Linked DNA regions of Mus musculus: regions 1, 2, 4, 5 and 6 are each linked to region 3. A link is a contact called in public HiChIP or PLAC-seq, Micro-C, capture Hi-C and promoter capture Hi-C data. All regions are on one chromosome and are shown on one strand. The core of a region is the stretch at or near the end of the contact, and the rest is flanking DNA. Distances in the headings are between cores, read along the strand shown. Region 1 holds the start of Wdr66 (WD repeat domain 66). Region 2 holds the start of Tmem120b (transmembrane protein 120B). Region 3 holds the start of Vps33a (VPS33A CORVET/HOPS core subunit). Region 4 holds the start of Hcar2 (hydroxycarboxylic acid receptor 2). Region 5 holds the start of Hip1r (huntingtin interacting protein 1 related). Region 6 holds the start of Ccdc62 (coiled-coil domain containing 62).

Evidence for each region. Promoter capture Hi-C pulls out the DNA fragments that hold promoters and counts their contacts. Hi-C and Micro-C count contacts between places; a contact is called where the count stands out from the background. HiChIP or PLAC-seq counts read pairs in DNA pulled down with a chosen protein or histone mark. Capture Hi-C pulls out chosen DNA fragments and counts their contacts.
Region 1: a contact with region 3 is called in an H3K4me3 HiChIP or PLAC-seq map of bone marrow-derived macrophages, with 5 times the contacts expected there. The contact joins the promoter of Wdr66 here to the promoter of Vps33a in region 3. A contact is called at or near these places in 7 of 39 promoter capture datasets (the 3T3-L1 cell line, the C10 cell line, cranial neural crest and 4 more), 15 of 115 datasets of contacts at active chromatin or transcription factors (the 230-238 cell line, the NIH/3T3 cell line, the SCID.adh cell line and 7 more) and 2 of 9 other capture datasets (adipose tissue and embryonic stem cells).
Region 2: a capture Hi-C map of embryonic stem cells shows a contact between it and region 3, with 3 times the contacts expected there. The contact joins the promoter of Tmem120b here to the promoter of Vps33a in region 3. A contact is called at or near these places in 1 of 39 promoter capture datasets (pre-B cells), 2 of 115 datasets of contacts at active chromatin or transcription factors (bone marrow-derived macrophages and embryonic stem cells) and 2 of 9 other capture datasets (adipose tissue and embryonic stem cells).
Region 4: a promoter capture Hi-C map of the SN4741 cell line shows a contact between it and region 3, with 4 times the contacts expected there. The contact joins the promoter of Hcar2 here to the promoter of Vps33a in region 3. A contact is called at or near these places in 3 of 39 promoter capture datasets (the SN4741 cell line, cranial neural crest and maxillary cranial neural crest) and 4 of 115 datasets of contacts at active chromatin or transcription factors (the 230-238 cell line, embryonic stem cells, intestinal villus epithelium and 1 more).
Region 5: a contact with region 3 is called in a Micro-C map of embryonic stem cells, with 2.2 times the contacts expected there. The contact joins the promoter of Hip1r here to the promoter of Vps33a in region 3. A contact is called at or near these places in 1 of 484 Hi-C or Micro-C datasets (embryonic stem cells), 1 of 115 datasets of contacts at active chromatin or transcription factors (memory CD8 T cells) and 1 of 9 other capture datasets (adipose tissue).
Region 6: a promoter capture Hi-C map of liver shows a contact between it and region 3, with 2.1 times the contacts expected there. The contact joins the promoter of Ccdc62 here to the promoter of Vps33a in region 3. A contact is called at or near these places in 2 of 484 Hi-C or Micro-C datasets (B cells and uterus), 3 of 115 datasets of contacts at active chromatin or transcription factors (T-cell acute lymphoblastic leukemia, memory CD8 T cells and microglia) and 3 of 9 other capture datasets (adipose tissue, liver and pancreatic islet).

What each region holds. Positions count from the first base shown.
Region 1 is chr5:123,251,823-123,256,438 of GRCm38.p6, reverse strand. It overlaps Wdr66 (WD repeat domain 66), which reads right to left and starts at 2,651. Exons shown (of 21, transcript NM_001370840.1): 1 at 1,681-2,651; 2 at 193-435. The coding sequence starts at 2,634. It also overlaps the pseudogene Rpl35a-ps6.
Region 2 is chr5:123,074,614-123,078,951 of GRCm38.p6, reverse strand. It overlaps Tmem120b (transmembrane protein 120B), which reads right to left and starts at 2,677. Exons shown (of 12, transcript NM_001039723.2): 1 at 2,457-2,677. The coding sequence starts at 2,525.
Region 3 is chr5:123,569,615-123,574,279 of GRCm38.p6, reverse strand. It overlaps Vps33a (VPS33A CORVET/HOPS core subunit), which reads left to right and starts at 1,265. Exons shown (of 13, transcript NM_029929.3): 1 at 1,265-1,400; 2 at 2,738-2,803; 3 at 3,298-3,425. The coding sequence starts at 1,299.
Region 4 is chr5:123,863,862-123,868,286 of GRCm38.p6, reverse strand. It overlaps Hcar2 (hydroxycarboxylic acid receptor 2), which reads left to right and starts at 2,771. Exons shown (of 1, transcript NM_030701.3): 1 at 2,771-4,425. The coding sequence starts at 2,849. The coding sequence ends at 3,931.
Region 5 is chr5:123,970,749-123,975,042 of GRCm38.p6, reverse strand. It overlaps Hip1r (huntingtin interacting protein 1 related), which reads right to left and starts at 1,415. Exons shown (of 32, transcript NM_145070.3): 1 at 1,188-1,415. The coding sequence starts at 1,280. It overlaps Gm46922 (a long non-coding RNA gene), which reads right to left and starts at 1,175. Exons shown (of 3, transcript XR_001784954.1): 1 at 665-1,175; 2 at 325-374.
Region 6 is chr5:123,928,065-123,932,191 of GRCm38.p6, reverse strand. Ccdc62 (coiled-coil domain containing 62) reads right to left here and starts at 1,503. Exons shown (of 13, transcript NM_001134767.1): 1 at 1,332-1,503. The coding sequence starts at 1,493. Denr (density-regulated protein) reads right to left here. Exons shown (of 8, transcript NM_026603.4): 8 at 3,360-4,127.

The sequences.
Region 1 (4,616 bases), core at 1,402-3,901, 320 kb after region 3:
GAAAGGGGGGAACATCCAATAATAAAAATAAAGGTGAACAGAGGCTAAAAAAAAGAGCCAAGGTTATCTTCTGCCTTTCACATGAATGTGGGCACACACACCCGTGCGCACACCGGAACTTCCTAGACATACACAGGTGCCTTATCTCACAATGATGTCCAAGCCTAGGAATGACATGCCATTTACACTCACCAAAGGGTACACCTTGGAGTCCTCCTCCTTCTGGAATAAGGTGTCCTCTGTGGAGACAGACACCAGTGACTCCTCCGCACTCAGTCCTTTGGACTGGAATAATTTTCGTCTTTCTTCCAGGGAGAGTCTTGCTTCATCTTTTCCTTGGGCTAAAATGTCTTCAGGCTTCTGGCTGGCTTCCTCGGTATCATCCACTTTCATACTGTTATCTTTGTAAATCTGGCTTACTTCTGGACTATCAGCCTTGAAAGGGAAACGAGATTCTGACCCTGCACGTCACATACCCAAGGCTCTGCGCTCCTATCCCCTGCCTGTTTTCATGTCCAGCCAGCCAGTCTCAGGCTAACAGGTGATTCAAAAGGGAGCCTGGGTCTCTTTCCGCCATCTTGGCGCCTGTGGAGGCCTGCTGGGAACAGGACTTCTAACAGCAAGTATGTCTGGAAGGCTGTGGTGCAAGGCCATTTTTGCTGGCTACAAGCGAGGTCTCCGGAACCAAAGAGAGCACACGGCTCTTCTTAAAATTGAAGGCGTTTATGCCCGAGATGAAACGGAGTTCTACTTAGGCAAGAGATGTGCTTATGTGTATAAAGCAAAAAACAATACAGTGACTCCTGGAGGTAAACCAAACAAAACCAGAGTGATCTGGGGAAAGGTAACTCGGGCCCACGGAAACAGCGGTATGGTTCGTGCCAAATTCCGAAGCAACCTTCCTGCAAAGGCCATTGGACACAGAATCCGTGTGATGCTGTACCCATCCCGGATTTAAACTAATGGAGAGTAAATAAACAAAAGGGAGCCTGGGACATTTTATACTAAAGAAATGAATCCAGGCTGTGTTCAGGTTAACTCTTGGCCTAACAGACCCACCCACCAAAGGCCACACAGTAGGCTCTTGGAAACACCACTAGGAGTCTTGTCCTTGGACCAGGGCTGGGTTCTTTCTTGGGGGGAGCAAGCTGTGAGAAATTCACACTATTATATCACAGGAACTCAGTCCCAAGACCTTCAGCTGACCTACTGACCCTTTACAAGTTAGGTACACACTTCATGGAAGCTTGGACTGACCTGCCTCCAAACTGGATTAAACCACCCTCCTAGGCATCTCAAAATTACTGAACTTAGCATATGGTTTTCTCTTCTCTTTAATGTGTGTATTTATGTGGTGTGTGTGTGTGTTGTGCAGGTGCTCAAGGAGTCCAGAAGAGGACATTGAATTAATTCCCTGGATCTAAAGTTATAAGGCATTTCATCATGGGTGCTGGGAACCCAAAATTCAGCCCTCAGTAAGAACAGCTAGGGCTCTTAATGGCCTGGCTGTTTCTCCAACCTCGGGACTGTCTCACTTTGGTTTTGTACTCCCACAGCCTGGCACATGCCAAGCACCAAGCGACAGACAATTCAGTGTAAATGGGTGGACAAGCTTCGGGGAGGACTCACCAGGGAGGATGATTCTGAGTAAGTGGGTGGATGAGCTTGGGGAGGACTCACCAGGGAGGAGCTTGACCTGGGTGGCTCATGGCTGATGACAATATTGTCCACCAGGGCTGTTTTGTTTTGCTTCTCTTTCTTTTCCTCCTTGGCTCGTCCAGCTTTTGTCTCAGTTGTCTCAGTATCTTCCTCCTCCTCCTCCTCCTCCCGCTCCACACTCTTCTCTTTCTCTTCCTCTTCTCTTCCCTCCTCCCTTTCCCCCTCATGTTCCGCCTCTTCCTTCTCCTGGCCCTCTTCCTCACCTCCCCTTTCCTTACTTCTCTCGCTCTCCTCACTTTTTTCCTCTTCACCGCTCTTCTCTTCCTCCCATCCCTCTTCCTCTTCCCTTCCTCTCACTTCACTTTCTTCCTCCCCTCTCACTTCCTCTCCCTCTCTCTGCTCCTCCTTCTCCACCCACTCCTCCAGCCCCTCTCCATCCTCCTGAGACTCCTCCCATGACAGTGAGCCCTCAGTTAGGCTCTGCTGCAGAGCATCTTCTTCAAAACTTGGATTATATTCCTCCTTCTCCTCCTCCTCCTCCTCCTCCTCCTCCTTCTCCTCCTCCTTCTCCTCCTCCTCCTTCTCCTCCTCCTCCTCCTCCTTCCCCTCCTCCTCCTCCTCCTTCCCCTTCCCCTCCTCTTCCTCCTCCTCCTCCTTCTCCTTCTCCTCCTCCTTCTCCTCCTCCTCCTTCTCCTCCTCCTTCTCCTCCTCCTTCCCCTTCCCCTCCTCTTCCTCCTCCTCCTCTTCCTCCTTCTTCCCCTTCTCCTCCTCTTCCTCCTTCTTCTCCTCCTCCTTCCCCTCCTCCTTCTCCTCCTCCTTCTCCTCCTCCTTCCCCTTCTCCTCCTCTTCCTCCTCCTCCTTCTCCTTCTCCCCCTCCTCTTCCTCCTCTTCCTCCTCCTTCTTCTCCTCCTTCTCCTCCTCCATCTCTCCACTTTCTCTTGATTCTTCTAGGGGGTTTTCTTCTGTATCTGACATTTCTTCTGTAGTTTCCGCTACAGAAATTTTAACGTAGATTCAGCAGGTCCCTCTATTTCCTGTGCCGGCTTCCTGAGGTGCTAACACGTCGAAATGGGCAGAAGCAGCTCTGGTCCCTTCCTGTGGGAAGAAAAGAATGGCAGCTTCTTGGGAAAGCCCAGCTCAAGTCTCAGAAATCTTTAAAATATTGACTTCCAGGGCCTCCCATCTTTCTAGGACTGATCTTAGAGTCTTCTCACTTTAAATAATTCATATTCCCACAGGCAACAAAATGCATAAGGCAAGCATTTGCAAAACCCTGCTGGGAGGAAGAAGAGAGGGAGATGGGCTGATGACTGAAGTGTAAGCTTGCCAGCTAAAGGTTCCCTCCTCTCCAACTTCCGCTAGCCTCGTTCTGTGACTAGACGCAAGCCATTTTACCCTTTCTTCAAATTTGCTCACAGGCAAAAAAATAAAAATGATAATCCTACATTCTCACATGATTTGCAGACTGGGGCAATACATGTCAAATGCTCAACACAGGTTCACCCAAAGTGTTTGCCAAAAAAAAAAAAAAAAAAAAAGCAGGGTGGGGGATATCAGGTACTATGGGGATAAAAGCAATAGTTTTCTGCAAAGAACCTGAGAGTTTTAAAGACCTCTGGGGCAGGTGAGACCCTAAGTCTAAGGTAGACAGAGCCCCCTCCTCTGGGAAACACATGGCCAGAAGAGAAAACTAACTCCCAAATCAACACATTCAACATGGTATGTGCAAAGAAAGAAAGAAAGAAAGAAAGAAAGAAAGAAAGAAAGAAAGAAAGAAAGAAAGAAAGAAAGAAAGAAAGAAAGAAAGTTAATTCTGGGCTGGAGAGATGGCTCAGTGATTAAGAGCACTCTGGCTGCCCTTTCAGAAGACCCAGGTTTGACTCCCAGCCATGACACGATCGCTCAGAACCATAAGTAACTTGAGTTTCAGGGGATCTGACACCCTCTTCTGTATTCTGCGGGAACTTCATAGGTGGTACACATACATACATGCAGACAAAACAGTCTCACACATAAAATCATTTTTTAAAAAAATTTAATTCCTCTGATACATTCTCTCATTTTGCACCTACATGAAGCAAGAGTTTGGGAGCAGGGGGCTAGGCCCATGTCTGTAATACTGCGATTCAGGAGGTAGAGACAGGAGGATCACTCGAGTTCTTAGGCCAGCACAATCTTTCTAAAAAAAGAAAGAAAGAAAGAAGGAAGGAAGGAAGGAAGGAAAGGAAAAGGAAAAGGAAAAGGAAAAGGAAAAGGAAAAGGAAAAGGAAAAGGAAAAGGAAAAGGAAAAGGAAAAGGAAAAGGAAAAGGAAATGAAAAAGTTTGTGGCCCTGGGAGGCACGACTTACGACAGAGCTAGAATTTAGTTCTTTTGTTTGAAAAAAATGCCACTTTGACATTTTCCACACCCAGGCGGGGGCAATGCCACAGGTGCGCAAGTCTATCCTACCACGAGGTCCAGGAGCCACCAGTTTCTTTTCCTGGGGACCTCCCAGGTCCCACACCCTTGCCGCTGCCTGGCCCGGACCCCAACCCGAGCCGCACCCTCCACTTCGCACTTACAGGGACGCTCCCACTTCTTTTCTCAAAAGCCTTGGGTCGTCCAGCCTCGGGAAATCCCAAGAGACCTCCAGGGGCTCCTGTCCATACTCCCTAGTGACGGTTGCCAACCAAGCTCCGTCCCTATGGCAACGGCTAGTCGCAGGAAAGCAAGGAAGCAGGATGGTAATCACGTGCCCAGAAAGCGGCCTCGAGGCGGACCAGCCTGCCCCCTGCCGGGCTAGCAGCTCACGCCACAGCTTTTTCCTAAAGGACACTTCCACAAGAGCTACTCCCCTACACTGGCGATTCTGACTTTCCTAAAGTTGGACAAGATGTAACGAAAGTAGTGTTTGCAGTTATTTTCTCCAGATTGGGCATTCGTAGGGGAGGGGAAACGGAGACCTGCTCAAAAAACT
Region 2 (4,338 bases), core at 1,428-3,927, 500 kb after region 3:
CTAGCGTGGGTGGCCCACACCTTTGATCCCAGCACTTGGAAGGCAGAAGGAAGCTGATCTCTGTGAGTTTGAGTCTGGCATGGCTTACATACCCAGCCAGGGATACAGTGAAACACTGTCTCAAAAAAAGGTTAGATGGTATAACTCCAATCCAATTCCAGGGGATCTGAAACCTTCTTCCTTTCCTGGCCTCCACAGGCACAGGCGCACATACACGCGCGCGCGCACGCACGCACACACACACACACACACACACACACACACACGGAGACACATAAATAAAACTAACAAGTAAATAAATTAATGGGCAGGAGAAATGGCTCAGTGATTACAGGCACTGGCTACTCAGGCAAAAACCTGAGTTTGGATCTCAGGACCCACACGTGCCTCACAACTGTCTATAACTCAATGTCCAGAGGATCTGATGACGGTCTCCTATGGATTCCTCCAGCACCAGGCACGGATGTGGTGCATAGAGAGATACATTCGAGAGAAACACCCATACACAAAAATAAAAACAATAAACCTTTAAGTATATATTTATAAGCATATATTTACATATAAACATTGTATATATCAAATATATTATAAATACATGTTATAAAGATATATTTATACGTAAATATACATAATGCATGTGTGTGTGTGTGTGTATATATATATATATATATATACCCTCCATACATATATATAGAGGAGAGAGAGAGAAGAGAAGAGAAGAGAAGAGAAGAGAAGAGAAGAGAAGAGAAGAGAATTTTTGCTCCAGTCTATGACCTTAACCACCAGGAAGCTATCCACTCTGTACTCAGACCCAGAAGCTGACCATCAAGCCTACACCAGTTGGGTCCCTCTTCCTCAAAGGAGGATCTAGTCTGTCCCAGTTGTCCCATCTCTAAGAAACCAGATCCTTCCAACAGCCCTTGCTGTTCACCACCAGACGAGGAGATCCAGATCAACTCATAACTCCTCCGCCCCCGACCACCCGAGCACCTGACCCCTCATGACATCTTCCTGTCATAACAAATCAAAGGCCTCCTTTACGACACCTGCCTGCCAAGACTTGCTACCTAATTGTTGATAATTGCATTAATTGCATAGTTCTGCAGTGTTAGGCTCCTCCTCCTCGTAGTTTAAAACAAGCCGAAAGGAAGGAAATAGAAGCAAAAGCCCCACGCAGGAAACCTCTTCTCCCACTCCCAACTCTAAGACCCACTCACTGGCTCTGTGGCTGGGCATGGCTTCACAGCCCAGTGGGAAAAATTGTTAAGGATATGGCTGAGTCTTTTCCCCGTGGGTGGAACCAAAAGGGATCCTCTGGGAACTATGAGGAACCCAAGACCTCAGATCTGAAAGAGAAGGCACCAACCCATCCATATATGCTGGAGGGACTACGAAGGGATGACAGTCCTGGGTCTCTTAAGTCTCTGCCCATGCCGATCTGCTGCTCAGGTTCACCGGCATCCTTCTGTAACATCGGCAGCCTCACTTTACAAAGACCCATCACAGACCTCCCTTGACAGCATTCTCCTCTGGACATTGCAGGAGGTCAGCCCAACTGAGAACGCTACAGGGACAAGGGGAATGACAAAGTAACCATTGAGAGGAGGAGAGAGTGAATGCGAGGAAGCCATGTGTTGTTCCTCTTGGCCGTCCCCAAGGTTTCCTGAGTCTCTAGTCCCCAGAGCATATAGCTGAGGCCTCTCTGGACCCTCCTGATAGGACCGGGTGGCGATGCTATCCTCTCAAGAGCCCAGCTCTTATACCAACCTTCAACACACCAGGTGGAACGCTCTGTGCCAAAACGGTGAGGGGTTGGGTGCAGCCCTCTATCACCGGGTGAGGCAGCCAGCTGTCAGAACTGACAGATGCCTGCCATCCACAATGGTAAACTCAGCTCGCAGCAGCCGATAAGCAGAACCACATCAGAGCTCCCAAAGTCAAGGCTATGACTGAGGGGTCTCTGAGACTTAAAAACTGCCTAAGGGGCCAAGATGAAAGCAGCCAAGCACAACTCTCAAACCGCAGTTGCAGCGAGGGCTGCCCAGCCAGCACAGAGCGTGTAGTAAGGAGTTGAACAGCCAACTGCAACTGGAGGGTTGGGGGGAAGATCCCTTGTGTGGGGGTTGGTCTGGTGTCCTTTGAGTATCACAGTTTCCTCGTGAACACACCTGGAACTTGCCTCGGGGGCCAGAGACGAACTTTCTGTAGCGAAGGGAGAGCGTGGAGCAAAGAGTGGATGAGAGGGCGCGAGAATGAGGGGCGCCCCAAGAGACTGAGGAGCCAAAGCGCTGCTACATAGGAAGGGGCTGCGCCAGGCCACCCACCAGCCCATCGGACGCACAGCCCGGGCCACCGTCTGGGTCCTATCGCCCCACCTCCGGGCTGGGATGGCTAGATAGGGAAGGCACAAGCACCGCAGGTAGCAAGAGTGGCGGGACCAGGTGGCCCGGTCCTACCTGCAGCTCCTGAAATTCTCCCTCCAGCTCGTGCCACTCGCGCTCGCAACGCTCCAGCTGGCCGGACATGGTGCAATGGTGCAAGGCGGCGGCGGCGGCGGCGACGAAACCCGCAGCGTGACCCGTCCGGCCACCAGCAGCCCACGCCCGCCCGCTCACTAGCCGCCTCCCGAGGCACCAGCTGTTCCTGCGCAGCCGGAGCCACGCGCGCACCTGACGTCACGGGCCCCGCCCCGGCGCCAGCCTCACCCCCTCGCCCGAGGGTGGGGCCCGCGCATGCGCATGGGCGATCCCCCGGGCTCTGGCCTCGTGGCGGGTGCAACTCTTCAGTCTTCTTTGGGTCTCTTCACTCCTCGTGTGTAGGTAGTAGGTTTCTCGTCGGAGTGGGTGGAGGGTTTATGTGTAAGCTGCATTTATGGCTTATGTTACTTAGATTATCTTTGTGGGAGAGTGAGGTGGAAATGATTTGGAGGAGGTAAAGGGAAAATTCATGTATTCCTTCACATTGCCTGACCTAGGCCAAAGCCAGTGCCCTGAAATGACAGCTTTGACAGTGACCGCGTAGTAAGGTCAAGGGCAGGATGGGAAAAATGCAGACTTGGCTCTGTCATCTCACGCTGGCGATGATATTTATTGCAACCAATACAGCCTAGATACATCCCTGTCCTCTAAGACACTGGGTGACTCTTGACAGCTGGTGCTGTCAGTCAAAAGCCACAACCACCAAGTTTATGGAATACAGTTGCCTCCCTTTCCGTGCCAAGTCCGAAAAGACCTGCACAAGCCTGGCTTTTCCAACCACACCTCCTATCTCCCTGCCCTAAATCCAGCTCTCCGGCCATTGTTTTTATCCTGACTTGACATTCCTCCCTCTGAATCATCATGCAGTGGCTTCTTGCTCACTCCTGGAACCTCATTCAAATGACACCTGCAGCTGGGTGTGATATTGCATACCAGCCTTGACAACGTAGTAAGACTTGTCTCAACAAACAAACAAACAAACAAACAAATAAAATATCAAATGATGCCTGTCGGGGCTGGAGGGAAAAACTTCAGTGGTTAAGGGTGTGTGTTCTGCAGTTTGGGTGGCACATGCCTTTCATTGAAGCACTCCAGGGCCAGAGGCAGATAGATCTCTGTGGGTTTGAGACCAGCCTGGTCTACATAGCTCAGGGCCAGCTCCACAGTAAGACCCTGTAAAATTAATTAAAATTAAAAGGACACCTGCATTAGTTTCACAGGGCTATGCTTAGCTACAAGTGGGTGGCCTAGACAATAGAAGTGCATTTATCTCACAGCGACCAACCTGAAACGAAAGTGTCATGACTCCTGAGACCCTGGGTAGGGCCTTGCCTTGCTACCTAGTAGCCATGACAGTGACTGTTGAGCCTACATACTCCATGGCTTTCATCTGCATTGCTCCATTCTCTCTGACCAGTAGTTACAGGGCCTCTCTGTGTGCCCTCTCTTATGAAGACACTGTGAATGAAAATCCCCAGAAGGGCTAGAGAGATGGGTCAGCCTCAGCGGTTAAGAGCACTGGCTGCTCTCCCAGAGATCCTGAGTTCAATTCCCAGCAGTCACATGAAAGAGCTAGAGAAAGTACCCAAGGAGCTGAAGGTGCTTGCAGCCCACTAGGAGGAACAACAATGTGAATTAACCAGTATCCCCAGAGCTCCCAGGGACTAAACCACCAGCCAAAGACTACACACGGAGGGACTCATGGCTCTAGCTGCATATGTAGCAGAGGAAGGCCTAGTTGGTCATCAATGGGAGGAAAGGCCCTTGGTCCTGTGAAGGTTCTATGCCCCAGTGTAGGGGAATGCCAGGGCCAGGAAGCAGGAGTGGGTGGGTTGGTAAGCAGTGAGAGGGGGAGGGGATA
Region 3 (4,665 bases), core at 16-2,515:
AACAGCGTGTTCCCACTAAGCCATCTCTCTCTCTTATTTTTTAAACTGTGTTTGCCTGAAAGTATCTATCAGTGCTGTGTGCCTTGCTCTCCTAGGTGAGAAAGGGGCACTAGATCCCGTGTTAGCATTTCTTCCAGGCTCTGCTGCGCAGTTACCTGGCAACAGCCATGTGTGCCTGACTCAATATAAAAGAGGCTGCTTGCGGCCCCCCCCCCCCCACTCTCTTACCTTCTCTCTTCCCTCTCCCTTCTCTCTCCTTTCCCCTTTCCTGTCTGTCTCCACGTGTTCCTGGCCGGCCTCTACGCCTCTATTTTCTCCCTCTCCCCCTCTCTCTTTCCCTTCCCCTTTCCCTCCTCTCCCCTCCCCACCTCCTTCCTCAACTCCCCTCCCCATCTCCCCATGCCCTAAATAAACTCTATTCCATACTATATCCGTCATATGGCTGTTACCTCATGGGGAAGGGATGTCTCAGCATAAGCTCGCAGAGGCACCACCTTCCACCTCACCATACCTCACTCTATCAAGCATATCCCTGGCTTCCTTTTCTTGTTTTATAAAACACAACACCCTGGAACCGGAGTTACAGATGGTCACGAGCTATACTGTGGATCCTGGGAACCTGGTCTATGGGAGAGCAGCAGGTGCTCTTAACTGGTGAACCATCTCTCCAGTCCATTTATTGTTTGTTTATGTGGAGACAGGTCTCACTGTGTAGCCCTGGTTGTCCTGGAGCTCGCTATGTTTACCAGGCTGGCCTTGAACTTGGAGAGATAAGCTTGCTCTGCGATTGAACCACTTACTGGGTGTAGTAAGGTGCATTTTGTAGTTTGGCCTCGATCGCCATTTTACACCAGTATTCTAGCTGTGAAGACACAAGGATGGTGCTTTTAAACGCGACAAATAACATCTAAATTCCATCCTTAAGACCTGGGGATGGTGGCTCACGTCTTTAATCCCAGCACTTAGGAGGCAGAGGCAGGCGGATTTCTGAGTTCGAGGCCAGCCTGTTCTACAGAGTGAGTTCCAGGACAGCCAGGGCTACACAGAGAAACCCTGTCTCGAAAACAAACAAACAAAGTCAATTTTCACTGCTCACCATTCTTAGGCATGGTAGGGAAATACTTTAGAAAGGGGCGGGGAGGGGACTCCTCCTCGCATGCGCACTAGGACCTTGAAGGAGCATCACTGTCAGCAGGACTCCGCCTTTCGCGTTCAATGTGCCTCAGCGACTCGGATCACGTGAACGTCCCGTCACGTGACGCAGGCGGCGTCTGGGGAAATGCGGGTGCCCGGGCAAGATGGCGGCGCACCTGTCGTACGGGCGAGTGAACCTGAACGTGCTGCGCGAGGCGGTGCGTCGGGAGCTGCGCGAGTTCCTGGACAAGTGCGCTGGGAGCAAGGTGAGGGACAGGGCCCCGGCGCCACCAAGCTTGGCCGGGCGGGACTGTGCGAGGCCGTGGGGGCGATCAGGTCGCCCGCTCAGTGACAGCCCCTGGCCGGGAGCTCCCCGACCTGCGAGACAGTTGTCCTTTCCAGCCTGGAAGCACGCACGCCCACAGCCCTCGGCACACAGCTTGTGAAAGACAAGCTGTCACTTCGTAACTTCAACATGGATCGTTTTTTGTCTAGATCGGGGACTTCATAGAATTTCCTTTCTTCCTGTTTTCCTCTCAGTGTTTGAGACAGGGTAACGCTGTGTAGCCCTCGAACTCACTGAGATCCACCTGTCACTGCCTCTGAGTGCTGGGATCGGCTCTCCATTTTATTTTTGAGCCTATTCCTGGCTATATAGACTGTTCCTGCCGGCACTCCTCCTTTCTCTCGCCTCTGGCACTACAGGCATGAGCCATGCTGTGAGGTTTTCTTTTAAGCATTTTTTCCCTCTATTCTGAGATTTATTAATCATACCCCATCCCTCTACAGGGAATGGGAAGTTCTAATCTGAAGAAAAAAACAAAACAGATGCTCAAAGAATCAGTTTTGGGCCCGGCAGTGGTGGCGCACGCCTTTAGCCCCAGCACTTGGGAAGCAGAGGCAGACGGATCTCTGAGTTCGAGGCCAGCCTGGTCTACAGAGTGAGTTCCAGGACAGCCAGGGCTACACAGAGAAACCCTGTCTTGAAAAAACCAAGAACACTCCCTACCCCCACCCACCCAAAAAGAATCAGTTTTGTAAACATAGCTCCAACTAAGTCATTGAGTCAAAAAGGCAGATTATTAAATCACAGGGGGCAGTATTAAACTGAAAATGATGTCGAAATCAGATATAATAGATTGTGTGGACCAGGTTTACAAAGTGTTTCTCCTGGAGGAAGCAGGGATCTTTGATGCCAGTATCATGAAATTTCCCCCTTTGTGGAAGGTTCTTTTCGACCCTTAGGCTATAATGTGACCAGAGCCTTTAAAAATCCTAACTCTAACTTTTAGAAGAATATTCTGGAAAGGTGGCTTAGAGGTGAAGAGGGAGTGTAGCTCTTCCAGAGGAGCCCAGATCAGTTGCTGGCACCTACAGACAACCACTTGTAACCCCAGATCCTTGGAAATTTGATGGATCTGGCCTCTGAGGGGAACCGCACCCACCTGCACATACCCAGGCACAGACACATACAACTAGACATAATTAAAGTGGGGGTGGGGCAGGGAAAATATTAAACCTTATAAAATTATATTCTTACTGGTTATAACTGCCTTTTCTGTTGCTGGTGGTGGAATTTCTGAGTGCTTCTCCCCTCTTACAGGCAATAGTGTGGGATGAGTACTTAACAGGACCATTTGGACTGATCGCACAGTACTCACTACTAAAGGTAATATGCATATGCGATTTATCCAAGAATTAATAATTAATCTAGCCTAGTGCGGGTAATGGGATTCTAACATATCTTCCTGAATAATCACTTGCAAAGCTATCTGAGCTGAACAAACACTGGTATTAATACATGATTAACATTCAGCCTAGAGGGTGCCGCTCAGTGGTAGTGTGCTTGCCTGGTATGCACAACATGCCGAAATTGATGTCCAGCATCCCACGGGTGGGGGGGGACGGGGGACGGGACGGGACGGACGGACGGTACAGAAACAACCATTTTGCGCACAAGCACTGTTTTGTGTGACTGTGCCGCAGAGCCTTGGCCGGTATGCTGTGTCAGAATGGTTGGCCTGCGGATGCAGAAACAACGGCTTTATCTTTCAGCTTGGTCCTTCATGTGTTTGGTTGGTTGGGACTCTGAATTACTTACCGATCTGAGAAGGACAGAGTCCAGGGTTCTTACTGGTCTTCTGTGTGTGCTTGCTTTCCTAGGAACATGAAGTGGAAAAAATGTTCACACTTAAAGGAAGTCGTCTGCCCGCAGCTGATGTCAAGAACATCATTTTTTTGGTCAGACCCAGGCTAGAGCTGATGGACATAATTGCTGAGAATGTACTCAGGTACCTCGGAGTTTTGTGGTTTAAAAGACGTTGGGCTTTAAAAGTTTTTTGTTTGTTTGTTTTACATTTGTTTGTTTGTTTTTCTATTTACTTTGGAGGATGGTAGGTGCCTGTGTGGAGGTCAGAAGACGACTGGTAAGAATGAGTTCTGTCCTCCCAAGGATGTCCCAGGGATTGAACGCGGGTCATTAGGTTTGGCGTAGGCGCCTTCCCCTGCTGAACTCTTCCTGTCCAAGTGTCTTTATAAAGACTTTAATGTTCCGAGTACCTTCATTCACCCTCTTGTCAGAGTGTTGGACGGCCATCATTTGGAAGAGTGGGACCAGACAAGGCAAAATGTTAGGAGTAGGATGGAAGACACGTGGCCGTGCTCTGAGTAGCTTGAGGGAAATAACTTCACTTTCTGAGGATGGCTAAAACTTCCAACCTGTGTCAGCAGAGAGAACCCTGCCTTTAAAAACACCACACAGAAACCTCCTGGGGCTACTGTTTTCAAACTGCTGTAGTGGGCTTGAATTTCATAAGCAAACAAGTAAGAACTGTGGAATCAAGTAAGTGAATGTGAAATTCACTCTATAAAGGAAGCCCTCTGGTACAGTTGATTGATGGGGCCCCTGAAAACCTCAACTGTTTGTAGCTGGTCTTGGAAGTTCACAAACAAGGAGACTAGGGAACAGGAGTTCTCATTTTAATACAAGACCGTTGTGTTAAACTGGTTTGGTAAAAGAGGCACTTGTTTTCAAAAACACAGGTGTGCTGTTATAAGATCTGGTTTTGTGTGTGTGTGTGTGTGTGTGTGTGTGTGTGTGTGTGTGTGTGTGTGTGTGTATCTGTTTGTCATGTGATGTGATTTCTGGAATCAGTTTTGTTAACAATTTGGGTATGAGTGTCTGGCTTTTTTTGTTGGGTTTGGTTTTTGTTTTGTTTTGTTTTGTTTTGTTTTATGTGTCTGAGCATTTGCCTAAATATATGTATATGTGCTGTGGTGCCTTTGGACGGCAGAAGAGGGTGCTGGATACCCTTGGGCCTGGAATTTAGACAGTTGTCAGTTGCCATGTGGGTGCTGAGAACCATGGCCGAGCAGCAAGTGCTCCTAACCTCTGAGCCATCCCTGCGCCCCTGAGAGTCCGCCTTTATGTGTTTCCGTAAGCAGTGTGTGTTTGGTACCTGCCAGGTCTTAGGGTGTTAAGAAAAGCAACCTCTGATTCTAAGCAGCACATAAGCTAATCATGTTCACTTC
Region 4 (4,425 bases), core at 1,522-4,021, 290 kb before region 3:
CTTTCAGATTCTGGATGCCAGCAACAATCAGGGCTAGTTGTTTCTCTCCAGTTCATCAAACCCCATAGGATTACTTCAGGGGTGTTGTGTGGGTTACTTTCATGTTGTTGTTGTTGTTGTTGTTGTGACCAAATACCAGACAAAAACAACTTAGAAGAGATCTGTTTTGGTGTGTCACAGTCCATTGTGACATCAAGCAGCCCAGTCTGTGGTGCCTCAGGCCTGGACCTGGAGGGAGAGGAGCGCCGACCTCAACCTAAAGTGGATATAACTTTCCAGGCCTAGTGATTGGTCTCTACCAGCTTCCATCCTCAGAGTTCTCCAGGCTTGCAAAACAGTGTCAGGTGCTGGGGACCAAGTGCTCCAAACCTGGGAGCCTGCAGGGGCTCTTTTACTTTCAAGCCAAAACACATGCCCTCAGTAAGTTCACATTTATCCAGGAGGAAGGGTTACCAGCACCCACAGGCAGTAAGGCAAGCAAGTGCCAATGCCAGCTAACATTCAAGGCAATTGCAGAGGAAGAGGCAGTGATCTGGGTTCGTGTCATAAGCCTGTAATCCCAGCACTCCGTGCACACAGGACAATCGTGGCCAGCAGTGAGGCCAGGCCAGCCTGAGATACATAGGGAGATGCTGTCTCAGAAGCCTGTTTAAGGGGCTGGAGATGTCCGTCTCAGTTAAGAGCACTTGTTCTTGCTGAGAACTTGAATTCAATTTCTAGCATCCACATCAGGTAACTCATATCCATCTGCAACTCCTGCCTCAGGGAACCTGGCACCTTCTGCTGGTCTCCGAGGGCACCTGTATTCACATGCATATATACACAGACAGACACACAAACACACAGACACACAGACTCTCTCTCTCTCCCAATTTAAAAAAAATACATGTTTCAAAAAGTCTTTTAAAAAATACAATATTATACCAGCACTTGGGAGGCAGAGACCAGGGGATTTCTGAGTTTGAGGCCAGTCTGGTCTACAGAATGAGTTCCAGGACAACCAGGGCTACACAGAGAAATCCTGCCTTGAAAACAAACAAACAAACAGAAACCCAAAACCAAAAAACAAAACAAAACAAAATAAACAAACAAAAAAACAATATTGGAGAGATGGCTCAGAGGTTAAGAGGACTGACTACTCTTCCGAAGGTCCTGAGTTCAAATCCTAGCAACCACATGGCTCACCACCATCCATAATGAGATCTGATGCCCTCTTCTGGTGCATTTGAAGACAGCTAGATTGCTCTTACATATAATAATAAATAAATCTTTGGGCCGGAGCAAGCGGGGCTGGAACGAGCTGAGGTCCTGAGTTCAATTCCCAACAACCATATGATAGCTCACAGCTATCTGTACAGCTACAGTATACTCATATACATAAAAATAAATAAATCAATCTTGAAAAAAATGGGCAAACATGGAGTTTCAAGACATGGAATTTGGAACACTGGAAACTGCAATGTGGGCACCACCAATCTCAAAGTTGTCATCTTCATTGTCACAGTCTCCATGAAGTATCCTGATCCTATAGGATCCAAGATCAGGTCACCCTGAGTCTAGACTACAAGGTCCGTCAAATGCCATTGAGGATTTGGGTAGGCAGCTAAAGGGACACATTTCCTCTTTTTTTTTTTTTTTTTTTTTTTTTTTGAGACAGTTTCTCTGTCTAGCCCTGGCTGTCTTGGAACTCGATCTGTAGAGCAGGTAAATTCAGAGATCTACCTGCTTTCGCCTGCCGAGTACTGGGATTAAAGGTATGCACCACTACCACCTGGCAAATTTCCAATTTCTAATTTCAAACTCAAAGTAGATAGTCAATGGTAGATACTCTGTAAGATGACACTTAATCACACTTTAAAAAAAAGAGAGAGAAAGGAAATGTTATCTTTCTGCACCCTCTTGAGGCTTGAAATCAGAGCCATTTCTACGAATACCACACATCCAGGCGCTGTGTCTGCAATCCCAGCACTCGGGAAGAAGAAGCAGGAAGATGGAGAAGCCAGCTTGGGAGACGTAACAAGAGGAGACATCTATCTGAGAGGAAGGAAAAAAGGAAAAAGAGCACGGCGCTAGAGAACTGAGTTGGGGGTTAGGAGCACCCGCTGCTCCTGCAGAGGACCTGCATTAAGCTCCCTATCCCCACATTGGGGTGGATGACAACTGTCTTATAACTCTAGCTCCAGGGCATCCAATAGCCTCTGGGGCTGTTGTTGTATGTACATAGCCACATAGACAGGCATGCAAAAATAAAAATAAATCCTAGAAAGAAAACAAGGAGGTGGGGGAGACAGAGACAGACAGACAGACAGACAGAGGAAACCGTATCCACATTACCAATGCATAGTAGAATTTCACACGAACTCTTACTGCTCCTGGAAAGCCTGACTGTTCTTTTAGCACAGTGCATGGTTACTGCCCTTGTTAATTTATTAATTATTGTCAGCTAAGCAAATTGCAGTGAATGGATTCTCCGAGGCCAATCACCTAGCCAGCATGCATGCCTGCAGCCTTCAGAAGGAATGCCCTCAGATCTGACTCGTCCACCTCTGACAGTCGGCTTGCCTAAACTTATCCTTTACGTTTAGAAAAATTTGTGGGTTCCCGTCTGCCCAGGGGACTTTTTTTTTATTACTTGTTTATGCAAACAGTAAGTTGCATAAGAGCCTTGCTAGCCTTTTTTTTTTTTAAATGATTTCGTAGTTTCCTGGTAACCATTCAGTCATCTCTTTCAACACCCTGACATGACATAAAGCCGAGGGCTGAACCACACGTTCACCACACAGACACACACTCGCCTTGAGCCTTCGCTAGGTGAGGCACTCTGAAGCTGGACTGGCCAGATCCACTCATGAGCAAGTCAGACCATTTTCTAGTGATAAACGGCAAGAACTGCTGTGTGTTCCGAGATGAAAACATCGCCAAGGTCTTGCCACCGGTGTTGGGGCTGGAATTTGTGTTCGGACTCCTGGGCAATGGCCTTGCCTTGTGGATTTTCTGTTTCCACCTCAAGTCCTGGAAATCCAGCCGGATTTTCTTGTTCAACTTGGCCGTGGCTGACTTTCTCCTGATCATCTGCCTGCCGTTCCTGACGGACAACTATGTCCATAACTGGGACTGGAGGTTCGGAGGCATCCCCTGCCGTGTGATGCTCTTCATGTTGGCTATGAACCGACAGGGCAGCATCATCTTCCTCACCGTGGTGGCTGTGGACCGCTACTTCCGGGTGGTCCATCCACACCACTTCTTGAACAAGATCTCCAACCGGACGGCGGCCATCATTTCTTGCTTCTTGTGGGGTCTCACCATCGGCCTGACTGTCCACCTCCTCTATACAAACATGATGACCAAAAATGGCGAGGCATATCTGTGTAGCAGCTTCAGCATCTGTTACAACTTCAGGTGGCACGATGCTATGTTCCTCTTGGAATTCTTCTTGCCCCTGGCCATCATCTTGTTCTGCTCAGGCAGGATCATCTGGAGCCTGAGGCAGAGACAGATGGACAGACATGCCAAGATCAAGAGGGCCATCAACTTCATCATGGTGGTGGCTATTGTATTCATCATTTGCTTCCTACCCAGTGTGGCTGTGCGCATCCGCATCTTCTGGCTTCTCTACAAATATAACGTACGCAACTGTGACATCTACTCCTCGGTGGACCTGGCTTTCTTTACCACCCTTAGCTTTACCTACATGAACAGCATGCTGGACCCTGTGGTCTACTATTTCTCCAGCCCATCTTTCCCCAACTTCTTCTCCACGTGTATCAACCGCTGCCTTCGAAAGAAAACATTGGGTGAACCCGATAATAACCGAAGCACTAGTGTGGAGCTCACGGGGGACCCCAGCACAACCAGAAGTATTCCAGGGGCGCTAATGGCTGACCCCAGTGAGCCAGGCAGCCCCCCTTATCTGGCTTCCACATCTCGTTAAGTTACTATGACAAGAAGGGAGATTGCCGCTCAGGCCTGTGCTCTCTGGAGAGGCGATTTGGCCGTTCGTTGAACAGGGTAACATCTTCAGATTTGGCTTACGCTTTCTTGGAACTTCTAGATTCGGAGAATCGAATTTAGAGAAACGGCGTGGTGCAGTGAGCAGTTTTGGTTGCGAGGTGCAGCCATAGAAAATCTCAGAGGAACAGAAAGCAGAGTTTCCAGACAGTGGAAACTTCTCAGCCTTCCAAGCTTACAGGACTGAAGAAGACAGAGTCCTGCAGAGTTTGAGTCCCAGATGCACCCAGACACACCTCAGTTCTGCTCAAAGTCACGGATGGCTCTTCGTCCTAGGGTCCTACCTAGCCTGTCCGTGGGCCCCAGTGAGGACAAGGAGATCCACGAAACTGGAGGGGATCTCTACCCAGATGTCACTGATAAGCCAGTTGGTCACTTGTGTTCGGTGGGACCAGTATACCTTTCAGCCAGACTTTA
Region 5 (4,294 bases), core at 166-2,665, 400 kb before region 3:
CCATGTTTGTTTTTTATGGTGGGGAATCCAGGCTGGACCAGATGGAGATCACACGGATAAATTAATCATTCGAAGCCAGGTTGGTACTGGCAACTTGGCATGCTCGCTCGGAGCCCTCCCGTCCTGAGGTTTTATCCTTATCCCTGTCCATCATAAGCACAAAGGTGAGAGGCCTCCCGTTTTGTTATTTCAAAACTGAAAGCTAGTGGAGACTGCTTGTGCTAACTTGTTTTGAAAGCAACCACAGAGAGTCCTTGCTCTCTGCTCTGACCAAGGGGGAAGGAACTCGCCAGTGGGGCACCCACAAATGCAAATGTCACCAACCTGCTTCAGATACAGGTGGGAGGAGTCTTTGGCTTCCTTTATTGCTAAAGCTTAAAAAAAAAAAAAAGCAGCCATTTCGGTCTGGGCTGACTTCGTAGTCAAATAAGTAGTGACACCCCTCCGCGCCCCGCACCCCCCCCCCCCCGCCAACCTCCATGAGTCCACCCAAGACTTAATTAAGAACAGGGCAGAGTTTGTAAAACAAAAAGGAGGGAAGCAGACGTGTTGGTGGTGGTCGTCTGGAAGCAGGAGGATGAGGATTTTTAAGGCTAGCGTGGGCTACATGAGACCCTGTCTTAAAAAAAAAAAAAAAAAAAAAAACCCAAAACCAAAGCAACACCTGCACAGTGGGTCCCCAGAAGCCATGCATGAATGAATGCGCATCAGGGCCATTATTCAATTTTCCACGCCACCTTCTCGGGTCGGGCCCTCTCCTGGGAGAGCGGCGCGTGGGAGCGCAGGAAAGGAGCCTGGGAAGTTTCCGTCTGTCAGGCGCCGGTGTTTAACGAGGGGGTGGCAGCCTATTTATAAGTGGGCCCCCGCGCGGGCAAACAAGTCTGGCGACCTACGTGAAACTTTTCACCCGAGCAGATAATAAGATACTGTGCGGCCGTGCGAACAGCTCGGCAGCGAGGGAAGCCGGGAGCTTCCCTGGAAAGGCGGCGGCGAGCAGAGGGCGCTCCGGGCCCCGCGCGGCCGTGCGCACCTGGGCCGCGTCCGCATCCCGGAGCCCAGCCCCGCTGTCGCGCGGCTTCCGGTCACCTGCGCCGCCCGGGGCCGCGGAGCCCGCAACCGTCCGCGCAGGGCCGAGCGCACCGAGGGCCGCCGCCGCCACCGCCCGCCCAGCCCGTGCCCGCGCTCGCCTGCGTCTTGTCGAACTGCTCGCGCTCGGCCTCTAGGCTGTGGCCCGGCCTGCGGCTCAGCACCCGCGCCGGCACATTCTTGATGCTGTTCATGCTGCCGCCGACCGTGTCCCGGCCCGGCTCCGCGCGAATGAGGCGTCACCGCCCGCCTCAAGCCTAGGCACACGGAGGCCGCGCGCCGCGCCGCACGGGGAGGAGCCGCAGCCCCTCCCGCCAGTCACTCCGGTTGTCCAACCGACGCCCCGCCCTCCCCGGCTCCGAACGCTCCGCCCCCCGCCCCCGCCGGGTCCCCGGGACTCCTGGCGTGCCCCGCCCACTGCATCCCTTGATCAACCCTAGGATGCCTAGTAGCCACCACTGTGGTCCCTTAGGACTCCCAGGACACCCTGCCATGCAACCCTCTGTCACCCAGTACGCCCTGCCCTGCACCCTTCCAGTCCCCGGGGACGCCCCATCCGGCACCCCTTCTGGTCCCCCGGGACTCCTTGAACCCCAAGACTCTGCATCCGCTTCGTTCCCGCGGGACTTCCTGGGAGTGTCCCTTGCACACCTGTCCTTGTCTCCTTGCACAATTCTAGCTCTCCAGGATTCCCCAACACACCAGTTCCCTAATTCTGACAGATCAGATGCAAGGACAAATACCCACTTAGCTTGGCTACATACCTTCTTACCATCTCCCCAAAGAAAGGAAAAATCACGTTGGGTCTTTCTCTACACCTGTAGGGGGAAAACTGGAACAAATAAGAGTCTTGTCTCCTTGAGTCTGGTCAGTAGCCACGCTGCAGGTTTCTTTGGTTTTTTTGTTGGGAGCCCAGCCATCTCTTCAAGTCTTTGCTTTTTGAGATGAAGTATCAACTCCCTGAGATAGGAAATGCTGTCATGAGTTAGACACCTGACCGTCTGTCTCCTAGGTCAGGTGACGCTCTCTGAGGACCCAGACGGACCCTTTCTTTCCCATTGCTCATTCCTTACTGTGTTGACATCCACTCAACATTTCAGAGTTGGACAAGGCTGTCTTTGCCACTAAGAGATTAGCCGTGCTTTATCTAATACCAATCAATGAAAAGCTCCTTTGCCAAAATATGAGGAGTAACAACAACAGCCGATACTTAAAACCTATTTGCCAGGTATGGGGCTAAACCCCTTATACCTATTATCTTGTCCCTAATCCTCAGCAAGTCACTAAATAGCCATGGTCAAAAAAAAAAAAAAAAACACACAACACAACAGATGAGCCGATTTGTTCTGTGCCAGCTGTTTCTCGGACTCTTTTTCTCACACGGGACAAAAACCAGTTATCCTGTGATTTCCATACAAAAGACCAGCCCCCACTGGGTATAGAACATCTACTACAGTGGCCTGTCATTATCAAAAGTTCCCATTCTTTTTCGTCAATAGAGGCTATTACTGCGCTGGGCGTGGTGTTCAGGCATCCAGTCAGCAGGACCCCATTCAATCTTAAAGTTTTGGTGGTATTTTTGCAGACCAAGAAAAAAAAAGGGGAAGGGCTTCGAGCCTAGGTTCACACTGTTGCAAAATGATGCCTTCAGGATATGGTCTCAGATCGGCCAGGTTTCCAGACAAGCACACTTGTAATGATACTGGAGTCCCTATGGCTATTACAATGTATCTGCGGGTGAGGTTTTGAGTAGCTGAAGGTCAAGGTGGCCTTGTGCTGACCAGCCTTCTGCTTTCCATACCTAGTAAAGCACCTGGTACATGACCTTGTTTTTTAAAAATGGGCTTGAGGGTCAACAAAATGGGAAAGTAAAGGTGCTTGCTGCCAAGCTTGAGGTCCTGAGTTCAATGTCCAGGACCCCCATGGGGGAAGGAGAGAAATGATCCCTGCATGTTGTCCTCTGACCTTTAATTCAAGCTGTGGTATGCACATGCACATATACACAAAATAAACACATCAATTTAATTAAAAACAAACAAACAAACAGGTGTGAGGGTAAGCATGGGACCATTAAATCCAGCATTTTTGAGGCAGGGGTGGCCTCTGTGTAAATGAGGCCAACCCAGTTTATATAGTGACTTAAAAAGAGTTGGCATATAAAATGAAGGTTTTGAAAGAATAAACCAGCCCCACAGAGTAGAGAACAGAGTGAAGACTTTACTGTTAATGTATGCTATTAGAAAAAGCATTTCCGGGGCACAAAGATGGAAACTCCACTGTCTTGTTTATTAAGGTTCACCTCCAGACATCTTTTTCTTTTTTTTTGGCCCAAAGATTTATTGATTATTATACATAAGTACACTGTAGCTGTCTTCTGACACAAGAAGAGGGCATCAGATCTCATTATGGGTGGTTGTGAGCCACCATGTGGTTGCTGGGATTTGAACTCAGGACCTTCAGAAGAACAGTCAGTGTTTCTTAACCTGCTGAGCCATCTCGCCAGCCCATCTCCAGACCTTTTGAGCAGAGGGGCCTGGTGGTTGACTGAATGTCACTAACTTGCTGCCATCCCCCTTTTAGTAAATTGTAATCGCTGTTTAATCATCCCCCAGGGGAATACAAATTAGACCCCAACTGGGCAAAGTTTTTTGGGGCTCACTGAAAATGACTGTGTGCTGCGGTAGCTACCACCTCGCTGACACACAGACAGGATGCACCCAGCCCCTCTGCAGTTCCGTCTTGCGCCATTCTGGATTTTCAAGTCTGCGCATGCATCATGCTCCTTCCAGAGCCTCAGGGACCTTGCACATGCTGTTACTATAGCTGGAATTCTCTTCCTGTCTGCCTGGTTGAGTGGCTGCTTACCTTGCAGCTAGCTCAGATGCTACTTCTCTAGGGAAGCTTCCCTGACTCCTCCACCCTGACCTATGTCTCAGTATCTCACCATTCTATTTCATAACACCAGTCTTCCACGTGACTACTTAAGATCTGTGTTCCCTCCCTACCAGAACGCAAGCAGGGCTTACTTACCCAGTTATCTCCCAGGGCCTCCAAAGCTACATGGTGTGCTCACAATGAATTTGTATGTGCGAGGGACCAGGGATGGAATCCAGGGCCTTGTGCATGCTGGGAAAGTCGTTCTAACCATGAGCTCTATTTCCAGTCCTCTTTCTACTTTGTTTTGAAGTCAGGTCTCACTAGAGTTGCT
Region 6 (4,127 bases), core at 254-2,753, 360 kb before region 3:
CAAATGCCCTATCACTGAGCAATATCTACAGCATTTGTTAATTATTGTTACTTCTGTGTATGAGTGCTTTACTGCGTGTTCATCTGTGTATCTTGCAGGCTCAGTGCCTGTGGAGGTTGGAAGTTGCTATCAGAACTGCTGACATTAATGAGTAACAATAGGGGGGCCCTGGGAATCAAACCTAGGTCTTTTGGAAGAGCAAACGGTTCTCTTAACCAACCATCAAACCATCTCTCTAACCTCCACAGCCTTTTATGGAAATAACCTTTTGAGACTTAGTCTCACTAAATTGCCTTGCCCAGGGGCTCACTCTGAGTCCTTGAAATTTCCAGACTCCACAATAGCTGGAATTACAGACCTATAGTCGTCATAAGTGCCTGGAGTATAGTAATCACTCAGCATTAGCTATCATTATTATTATTAGTTACAGTTAGACAGGGCCTTGCTATGCAGCCCTGTCAGTTTTGCAAACTGGCCTTGAACTCACAGAACTCAGATGCCAGCCGGGCGTGGTGGCACATGCCTTTAATCCCAGCACTTGGGAGGCAGAGGCAGGTGTCGGATTTCTGAGTTCGAGGCCAGCCTGGTCTACAGAGTGAGTTCCAGGACAGCCAGGGCTATACAGAGAAACCCTGTCTTGAAAAACCAAAAACCAAACCAAACCATACGGTACAGAATTATGTTCTGTTTTTGTGTAGGAAAGGTGGGGACTGAACTCGCCCCATGCGTGCAAGACAACTCTACCACCAAGCTAAGCGTAGCCCCCAAGTTAAAGATATTTAACGTTGGGATATGACGGCTCACACGGATATTCTCAGAACTCAGGAGGCAGGGGGAGTTCAGAGCGATGCCAGCATGGTCTACCCAGGGCGTGGAGGGCACGACAAGTTCATAGGGCAGTCATGTATATGATTTCGGACAGTACTTTGAAAAAGACTTATAATGACTTTCAGTTACTAGTACCTAAATACACACACAAAAGAACTTGGAATTCCAAGTCACAGTACCTGGATTCCAGTCTATTAGGGGTGGCAGCGGGGGGAGGGGGGGACGGGGCTCAGTGGAGGTAACCAGGTAATAAACCCATCATACAAAAAGTGTTCGTGTCACCCTACACTGATACGTTAAGTGCAATCCTTGGGCAAATTCACTTTCGAGACTGTCAATGGGAAGGAAGAAGTCGGTCCACTCGCTAGGCTACTGTTAAATAAGCGAGGGAGGGCAATGTCCCTGCCAACGTTCAACAGCAGCGCTCCGGTGCTCGTGCCTCGTCGCTGGGTCCCAGCTAGGGCCGGCCTCTCGGCGCCCTGTCCCGGGGCGGCGGCGCTCACCTGGCGCCGGTATAAGGTCGCCGAAGGGTTCATGGATGACTCCCCCGCCCCCAGAGAGAGTTGGTGCCAGCAGCGGGTCACCTCCGAGACGCCATAGGCGCACGGCCGCAGCGGCGGGGGCAAAGCCACAGCCCAGGACGGCGCGCCCTCAGAGCTACGCATGCGCGCATGCGCACTCAAACCGCCGGGCCAGCCGGCGGGCCGCACTCGGACGTTGCGCAGGAGTGATGCTCTCGCGAGACTTGCGCCTGTGCTCGCTCGCGGATCAAGAACGTGAACCTATATTCATTCCCACGCCGGAAGCCTTCGGCCCCTCTAAGGTTCCCAGAGCGTCGCAGCGGGAAAGACGAAGTGAATTAAAAGCCGTTTCTAGGTCCCAGTGATCCTGGGTCCCTCCCTGTGGATGTTTAGTCTGAAGAACCGGGCCGGGCTCTCAGCACTGGTCTGAACCAAGATCATTGGAGACAGAGGGTCTGCCAGTCAATCGATCATCGATCTGCTCTTAGTAGTGATGAGAACCGTGACATGTTATTATTTTTTAAAAAGATATTTTAGTAATTATATCATTAATATATATAATATATTTACTATATGTAAGTACACTGTAGCTGTCTCCAGACGCCCCAGAAGAGGGCGTCAGATCTCATTACGGATGGTTGTGAGCCACCACGTGGTTGCTGGGAATTGAACTCAGGACCTTCAGAAGAGCAGTGAGTGCTCTTAACCACTGAGCCATCTCTCCAGCCACATTTACCATAATACTGCTGGATCCCGCGGAGAAACGACGGAGACCTACGGGAATTCTGGGTCTCATTATTTCCATGTTTGTGCATTCCCGCATCAGTGCAACTTCCAGAGTCTCCCTCCAGAGGCCTTCCATCATCACCTTTGAGGCAGGTCCACCACTTATGCCAGAAGGGCTATCCAGCCATCCTCTTCCCAGGCTCTAGGATTTCGGCCTTTCGTTTTATGGTTGTTAGGGAGTCAGAAGGGGGTGGGGGCAAGCAGAATAACCCTGGACCCTAAGAGCTATTTCCACCCAGGCCTGACCACCTGAGAATTATCCTAGGATTCCACAGTGGAAGGAGAGAATTCAAAGTTGTTTTATCTCTGCACACCAACACACACTCACACCAAAATAAATGAACTTAAAATTATATGTGTGCTAGGGATCGAATCTCTGTCACCATCAGGATGCAAACTCTTTACCACATGCTACAGACCTAATAAAAATGTAGCAAATGAGTGGCGCACACCTTTAATCCCGGCACTCAGAAAGCAGAGGCAGGCGGATTTCTGAGTTCAAGGCCAGCCTGGTATCTACAGAGTGAGTTCCAGGACAGCAAGGGCTACACAGAGAAACCCTGTCTCGAAAAACTAAAAAGTAGCAAATGAAAAAGCAAAAAGATTAAAAAACTAGCCAGGTGTTGATCACACCTTAAATCCTTAAATCTCCGGAGTCAGAGGTCCTAGTTCAAGGCCAGCCTGGTCTACAGAGCAAGCTCTAAGACAACCCAAACCCAAAACAAAACAAGATTATGACAATTAGAATTAAAATCAACCTTTAAAACTAGGGGGAAGGTTAAATTTCAAGTGAAAGGAAAAAAGTCACATTATCAATAAGGGCAATTTTAGACTACTTTCTAGCAGTAACACCTGCTGATGATAAGGATAAGGGTTGAAAATGCATTTTTCAAGAACTGTTTCAGGTCTGGAGAGATGGTCTCAGTGGTTAACAGTGCTAAGTGCCATTCCCAGCATGCAAATGGGCAGGCAGCTCACAGCCACCTTTAACTCCAGCTTCAGGGGCCCCTACAGGTTCTTCTAGCTTCTGTTGGCATCGTACCCAAAGGGGGCACAGTCTGTGGACACTGACCTGTCTTCCATGAACACCGAGGGTGTAGTACCTATACCAGGACTCTTACAGCACCAAGAAACCACCACCAGAATACACACTGGATAGCCATGACTGGTGCACTTGATTTGCCAAATGTCCCCACTTAGCCAAATTCAGTTAGCGAAGAATTTCATTTTTAACTTCACTCTTATTTTTTTTTAATATTTATTTATTATATACAGTGTTCTGCATATATATCTGCATGTCAGAAGAGGGCACCAGATCTCATTACAGATGGTTGTGAGCCACCATGTGGTTGCTGGAAATTGAACTCAGGTCCTCTGGAAGAGCAGTCAGTGCTCTTAACCTCTGAGCCATCTCTGTAGCCCTTAACTTCACATCTTTATTACACATTTTATTCTAAGACTTTAAAGCAAACAAAAAAAGCATCCTTTCATTCAAGGAAGGATGTTTTCACATAATGATTTCGTGGACTCTACATTCTTGAAGGAATCTTTAACAACTTGTGTTTGTGACGCTACAAGCATGGTAGGTAAGCACTTCTGCCCAGCTACATATATTCCCACACTTAAGGCATTTAAAAGATAAAAGACTTTCACATGTTAACACCTGATTTTCAAAACTTAAGTTCACCCGATTCATTAAAATGACTAGTTTCTCAGTATGATAGTTTAATTGCTATTTCCCAAACTATAGACTGAAAACAGATAGAAGCTGTTTTTAACTGGTTAGAATTTTACCCCACGGTAAATAGGCAGAGTAAGAGTTCCTGGCTCTGCTGAGCATCTGTCACTCCCAACAGGAAGAATAAATGTCTAAAACAAATTTGCAGTCTTAGTCAACATCACCAAACAGGTTCCTAATATTCTTGGAAAAGGCATTTTCAAATATATAGTATCCTACCACAGGCTGCACCATTTCTGTACCCAGTCTGTACT